Linked DNA regions of Pan troglodytes: region 1 is linked to region 2. The links are chromatin contacts, called in public HiChIP or PLAC-seq maps. All regions are on one chromosome and are shown on one strand. Each heading gives the region's core, a stretch centred on a gene start, on an enhancer-like site or on the middle of the called end of the contact. The rest is flanking DNA. Distances are from core to core; before and after follow the strand shown. Region 1 holds the start of MED21 (mediator complex subunit 21). Region 2 holds the start of STK38L (serine/threonine kinase 38 like).

What was found. HiChIP or PLAC-seq counts read pairs in DNA pulled down with a chosen protein or histone mark.
Region 1: a contact with region 2 is called in an H3K4me3 HiChIP or PLAC-seq map of stem cell-derived excitatory neurons, with 3 times the contacts expected there. The contact joins the promoter of MED21 here to the promoter of STK38L in region 2. A contact is called at or near these places in 1 of 7 Hi-C or Micro-C datasets (stem cell-derived neural progenitor cells) and 1 of 1 datasets of contacts at active chromatin or transcription factors (stem cell-derived excitatory neurons).

Annotation. Positions count from the first base shown.
Region 1 is chr10:68,525,877-68,529,303 of NHGRI_mPanTro3-v2.0_pri, forward strand. It overlaps MED21 (mediator complex subunit 21), which reads right to left and starts at 1,879. Exons shown (of 5, transcript XM_001143632.8): 1 at 1,380-1,879. It overlaps TM7SF3 (transmembrane 7 superfamily member 3), which reads left to right and starts at 2,227. Exons shown (of 13, transcript XM_520807.9): 1 at 2,227-2,662. The coding sequence starts at 2,572.
Region 2 is chr10:68,293,499-68,297,217 of NHGRI_mPanTro3-v2.0_pri, forward strand. It overlaps STK38L (serine/threonine kinase 38 like), which reads right to left and starts at 2,201. Exons shown (of 14, transcript XM_001143341.6): 1 at 1,993-2,201.

The DNA of each region.
Region 1 (3,427 bases), core at 629-3,128, 230 kb after region 2:
CTTTTCATAAAGACTTCAATCAGAATATAAATGAAGGGCTGCACAGGATCCTCTTATAAAGCTCTATCATAGGTTATTTAACTCCTAATTGTTGGGCATTTAGGTTGTTTTAGATGTTTCTGCTACTCTAAATAATACTCTATGAATAGTTTTGTACACTAATTTTTTTTAAGAGATGGGGTCTCACTATGTTGCCCAGGCTGGAGGGCAGTGGCTATTCACAGGTGCAATCATACAGCACTGCCCTCTTGAACTCCTGGGCTCAAGTAATCCTCCTGCCTCAGCCCCCTGAGTATCTGGGACTACAGGCGCATACCACTTCCCCCAGCTTATACTAATTTTATATGTGTATTTAATTATGTACTTAAATCTAAAAGTGGATTATACCAAATCTACAAAAATAAGATTTTTAAACATTTTTGATGCCGATTACTTTATTAAAGTGTATATTCCCAGTATCCCTACCTAAGAATGCCTCCTTCTTAGCTCTTTTATCCACACTGGATGTTTTATACTTTTAAAATGTTTACATCTTAGTTTGTTAATTTGATTTTTTTATTTGTTTACTAGTGAGATTGAACTTTTTTCATGTATTTACTGGTAATTTGTATTTCTTTTTTGGGGTGAAATTCCCCATTCATGTCCTTTGCTAATTTTTTTTTTTTTTTGGTCATCAACTTGCCTTTTCATATTGTTTGTGTGTTTACTTTAATAAAATTTAAATATTTATGTAAAAAGCATTTACGTAGCCAAGTCTACCAATCTTTTCCTTTATGGTTGTTTCCTTTGCTGTTTTGCCTCTTAGAAAGCTCCTCCCATTTTGAGATCAATTTATTAAAAAAAAAAAAAAGCGCCCTCTTCTGCTAGCTCTTTTATGGTTTTATTACTTTGGGATTTTGTTTTTACAATTAGTGTGAGATAGAGTTCTGCTTCTCTCTGCCCATAGTGCAGCTAATCAGTTAAGAACACAATTTATTGAATAATCCATCCACTGATTCAGATGCTACCTTTATCATAATTGTTCCTTTCATCTTCCTTGGATTTCATCTACTGAGGGTTATAGGAATAGGGGCATGTGGGAGAGTGAATAAGCACTACAGAAATAGATAGTGCTACCAAAGGTGTGAAAATTTGGACCAGGCAGTGGGAAAGCAGAGAAGGAATTGTGCCTATGACAAAGATTATTTGCTTGGCCAAACTCTAGTACGGCTTCTGAATCTTCTGCTAGGTCCATCTGTGCACTTCTTTGTAAAAATCCAGTTTTAGCGAAGAACCCCCTTTCCTCCATATCTAATCAGTTTCCTCACCCTGCACCATCCCCCAGGTGATGTTCTGTCTTCAGAAGTCCTGTTAGGTCAGTTTCACCAAATGCCCCTTACCTCTGATGCTTCCTCTTAGTAATTTTCCATCCACTGAACTCCGTACTGCTGGTTGGCTATAAATTCCCTCTTGCCCACGCTGTATTCGGAGTTGAGCCCAGTCCCTCTTCCCCACTGCAAGACCCGGTTGCAGTGGTCCCTATGCCAATTGAGACAGTCCTCAATAGTCTTCGTTCGGTGCTTTAACAAGTATCATTGAATAATTTTGTCTTTAACACTTCTTCACATTATGGTCACAGCTATATATTGTTACCTTAGTAGTGGATTAACTGAACATGTAATTTCCAAGCTATAAGTTGCTCATCAAAATATATAAGTGAAAAAAATTAAAACCAGGGAAGGAAAGCAAGACAATCCTCCCCAAATAACGTTAAGTCTATGCGTCTAATTCCACATCATCGATGAGCCATCTGTCACATGGACTACTGTCCCTCAAACAGCACTCAGGTATGAGACTTGAGACGAAGTTCAGACCAAGGCCGTGTCTTCGAGGATATTTCGCTTAGAGAAAACGAAACTACTTTTAAATGTAGTGCTTATGACTAGTGCGGTAACCACTACACAAACAGCATTCTCCTGGCATTTTTATGCTAACATAAGCCTCAGCAGCGAAGACAATTGCTACCGGGGGAAATAACCTTCAATTGTGTTTTTAGCAACTGATTCCTCTTTTTTGCTGTTGTAAAGGGCCGTTAAACACGGAAACAGGAGCCTGGCGACGTTAGTCCGCAACAGAAAGTTATTTTGTACTTTCACAGTGGGTTTGCCTACTTGGTGAGATAAAAGTGGGGCAAGACCGGGCCTCAAGCCAGGACTTCCTGGGGGCTCCCGGGAGCACCGCAGGCTGCGCGTTCCCCGCGCGCCGGCAGGAGGCGCGCGCTGCCTGGAAACGCCCCAGCGCCGCCCGCGCCCAGAGACCCGCCGCTGTGGCGCAGCGAGAGCCCGGGAGGAGGCGCGGGAACGCGCGCTGGGGGTCAGGTGCCGGAAGAGGAAACCTCTCGCTGGGGCTAGGAGTTCGGCGGGGCGCGCGCCGGCGGCTGCGGAGCTGGCAGGTGCGAAGCGTCTGCACCTGGCGGGCGATGGCGCCCGATGCGGGCGCCCCGGGATAGCGTGGGCGAGGCTGCGGGGCCCCGGCGCGCACGCCCGCACCTCTCCCCAGCCCTGGCGTGGGCCCAGCCCGGCCCAGGCAGCAATGGGGTTCCTGCAGCTGCTGGTCGTAGCGGTGCTGGCATCCGAACACCGGGTGGCTGGTGCAGCCGAGGTCTTCGGGAACTCCAGCGAGGGTAAGGTCGGGGCGCCTGGCTTCTGCAACCCAAAGTTGCTTTTGCATTTCTTGCGAGGTCAAAATCCGCCCGGGGTCTGTCAGCCTAGCAGGGAGATGGTGCTGGGGGCGTTGGTACACGCTGGGTGGTGAGTCCAGAACCGGCACGAATGGTGTTTCCTGCAGCGGAAACACTCATGGCTAAGGAGGTCTTACTATTAACCTCCTCATTCAGCGGAGGAAATGGGAAGAGATAAATAATTCTCTTTTTTTAACACAGTATTATCTCCCTTAGGGAGCAGCCATGTTTGTGGCTTTAATTCAACTTACTAAAGCGCCTCTTTGCTGCCCAGTGGACTGTCTGAGCTTCTGGACAGCAAGACTTGGGGTGGAACTAGCGGCTTAATGACTGATGGCTCTCAAGCTGCATGGAATTTTTACACCCCCAAATCTAGAGGCTTTTCAAACTGGTTATGTTCTACAGAGTTTGAGAGGGAAAATGAACCCAGAATGAGGCTTTATTTTTAAAGAGCCTTTACCATCTAATTTATTAATACCATCTGGAGACAGGAAAACATTCCATACTCACAGTGAGAAATAAAGGACTTTTTGAATTACAGATACATAGACATACAGATAGAATGTGTATACCCTCAATTCTACAAGTTCAGCCACAAATGAAAAATAAACACAGAAACACAAAAGCTTGCCAGTCTAGGTATCAGAGTTGTTCTCCTTACTTGAGGGCAAGAAATTTCTAATCGATTTGACCTTAAAAAAGACAAAT
Region 2 (3,719 bases), core at 951-3,450:
AGCCTCCAACTTATCCTGGATCACTGGGGAGGCACTTTCTAAGGTGCGTTATCCAATTTCACTAACACAATGATGCTCTCCTTACTTTAAGAGAACAGAACTTTTCTGAAAGCAAACAGCTGAACTGAGTCCATTGCTTTGTTATCATTTTTTAGGAAGTCCAATTTCTCCTTTGTTCTTACAGTGTCCTACCTTTAGAAATCAAGTTTTCAGCATAAAAACTGACAAGGACATCTATTTGTTGGCACAAATCATCTCAGTCTCCATTCTTTGACTTATTTTAAAACAAACTCAAGAGCAAATGGCTAGAGAAAAACTGCTTCTATTTAATGTGGGTTTTCTAAGTCTAATTTTTTCATTCCTAGTGGCAAGGCCTTTCAAAAGAGTACAAAAACTACACCCAACTTTGCTTCTCATTCTAAACACATCACAACCAAATGGGAAACATTATCAGCCATCTTAACAAGGAGAAAACAAAGCTAAGTGAGGTCAAACCAAAACATTTTTTAATTCATTGTACCTACCTATTTTGAGATCAGGATTTTTCAGATGGAAGTAGTTTGATGAACTTATGCAATAAAATTATGTAATATCATAATTTAACATAATATTTTAGACTAACTTCTCTCTCCTCAAATAGTCACAAGGGTGGCTAATTCACATACAGTACCTCTCAGCCACTGGGGAGAGAGTATAATAAACTTAATTGTTTTACATATCCTGAGGCACAGAGAGAAAGGCCAATCAAATTCAAAGAGGTTTACAGTACCTTATATACATATATGATTGAGACAAAGAACTTTCAAGAATCTGTACTGAGGAAGCAAAAATGGGCTTAAGTACAATAGGCCCTGCCTTAAAGTAGAGAGACCGGTCAAACGTAAGCCCCAGCGCCAAAAAAGACAAGGTCTCACTCATCAATCCCCATCTTACAATCAAGAGGCAGAACTTAAATCACTTAAAGCTGTTTTTTCAGATTTGAGCAGTAAAATAAGCTAATAGGCCATTTCCGATTAAGTGGCTTCTCTCAAAACTTATCACAAGTTATGTGAAATGGGCAAAAGCGTTGGTTCTGCATTTTATCAAGTGAGAAACAACAGCATCCTACTTTTGGACAAGCCACTACTTCCAGAGCCACTAGCCCTCCCCCCACCTCCCACTTCTTTTTATATCATTCCTCCAAACTTAGAACCCGAAAAGCTATTCCACAAAACAAAAGCAGCACCAGTAAAAGGGGAGGCCACTGGTTTTGAAAATAAAGTTTGTTCTTTTGCTGTCAACCTGGCAACTTTTTAAAGGTGAAACGTGCCCTACTCAATCGGTTACACTCTTTTCTACTCCCACACCCAATAACCACTCGTTCGACCTCGATACTAAAGGTGAAAAAAGGAGTGGGAGAAATGATTTTGAAAGGAAGGGGCTACGCGTGCAATGGTAAAGACAGATTCTAAGACTGGTTTTGAGCACTCCGTGGCTTCTAGGAGCTGGGAGGCTTTCCTGAGTCTGTCTTGAGAAATGTTTGGCAATCTGACGCATCAGTTTTTAGGAACGGTACACAAACAGCCCCCACAATTGAAGAGCCATGCTTCGGATCCTGGCTCTGGGTGACATCGGCTGGAGGGCACGGGACAGGAGCGCTGGGGCTACCCGGAGAGGATCCGCGACATTTGTTATTGTTTGTGAAGCCCAGGCGGGGACCCGGAGCGGAGTGCTCGGGGGCCGGGGAGTGGAAGGAGAAAGGAGCAGAGGACAAAGATTCCTCCCCGGGTGCGAGGCTCCCTCTCTGGACACATGGGGCCAGTATCACCCCGGGGAATAAGAGGGCCAAGGCCGTCGCCGCAGGTTCCCCGGAGACATTTCCAGCCCCAGAATTAGCCCGGCTTTCCCTGGACACCCAAAGACACCTAAAATCTCCTCCTGCTCCTGCTCGCAGAGTTGGGGCTGGCGCGGCGAGCTCGGGCCCCCAGCCGAGCGCTGCATCCGCGAACTCACCTGCCTCCGGTCGCGCCCGCGGCCGGCTCAGCCTCCGCACGGACCGCAGCCGGCCGGGCGCCCGTCAGCTCCGTTCTCCCCGCTCCGCCCTCGCCCCGCCCCCGGGAGGTGGGACCCGCGGCCTCGCCGGAATCTCAGGGCGGCCTCCCTGAACTCTCGCGAGCCTTGCCTCCTCGGCTTCTCGGTGGCTGGGTCGGTCCGACTCGCCCTGACGTCATACGCACCACAGCCGGAAGTAGCCTTCTGTCGTCAACGCCGCTCTTCCCGGCCCCACCCATCTCCGCCTGGTGAAGGCCAGACTGGTTTTGAGGGAGTTGACTGAACTGTCGCCACTTCCCCTCTCACCAGCCTCACCTCACTGCCGTTTTTACCCCAAACCTGTTCAGGCCTCTCTTGAGAGTGGCCTAATGTGTTGCGACATTAGTCACATTCTAAATGTCATCCGAATTTTTCAAACAGTGCAATGCAAAGAATGTTAGAAATGGAAAGAGAGAATTCACACATTTTTCAGATTGGGAAACAGTTGTCAACAAAGATGGATCAGCTAAGTTGCTCAGTCGGTAGCTGTGGGGACTCGAAGCCACCCAGGTTCCTTGACGCTTCCATTTCACCATGAGGGTACTCCAGAGACTGGAGAGGAACCAGGATTTGGAAATGCCACAAAAAATACATTAAAAACCTGTTTGGGTTTTCTTGGAAAATCTAAAATAACTACAGTACTGGCCTGCTTTATCAGTAGGATCTGAGAATTGTGCAGAAGAGCACTCCCCTATAGGATGACCCAAAAGGGACAACTTTGGGAAGGTTGATGCAATTTGCGTCTGGGGACAAAACTGGCCTTTGGGAAAGCCAAATGAGAGAATGACTCCCAATTATTGTTGGCAAGTTTATCCTCAATATGAGTATTGGAGGTCTTATAAAATATCCTTAGCTTTTAGCTTACTGAGACAACGTATGAAGCTGGTACTGTGCTTGCAAAAACTATCACTTAGAAATGCCACCTGTCATCTTTAGGTTTCCCAAGAGCAGGTGACACGAGCAAAACACCTAGGAAAGAAGCATTACCTCATTTCTCTTTCTTACGCTGTGCTTTTTCATACATAGCTTAGTAGTGGGAAAACCTCTAGTTTGGTAATTAGTGTATTTTTGGGGAGATCAGCTCCACTTATATGGTCATTTTGAAACTCAAATGACAGTTGTCATATACAAGCATAGGAGGTTTAATTGTGATCAGACAAGCTTGACAGGCCTATACACCCTTCTCCCCGTACAGCACGCATACACATACCATTCAAATGCTACGATAAGATTGAGAACAGTGTATGGTTTGTTCCACAGCAAATTTATGTCTTACAAATGTGCCATACTAGAGTAATATGAACTAGTATAGAGTAGCAGTCTAGGTTAATATGGGATAGCCTAAGACTTTGACCTCTAGTTCCTAAATTCTCCTAAACTGAGACCATTGTAAACAAATTTCCCTGGGAAGTTGTTGAAAGTACCTCAACTGAAACAAATTAGAGCTATGAACCAGAATTTTGGTGGTCTATGGACCCCTTTTCAAAACAGTGTTCTTAAATGCATAAACTACCTAGGGTTACAAAGGAAACTGATAATGCTAACATACAGTTACCAAAATACTAAAAAGTGAGTTTGCAATATAATTATGTGGTAAGTAGTAGTAGCATCTAAGATGGCTGCCAATGATCCTCGCCTTCTAGTATTCC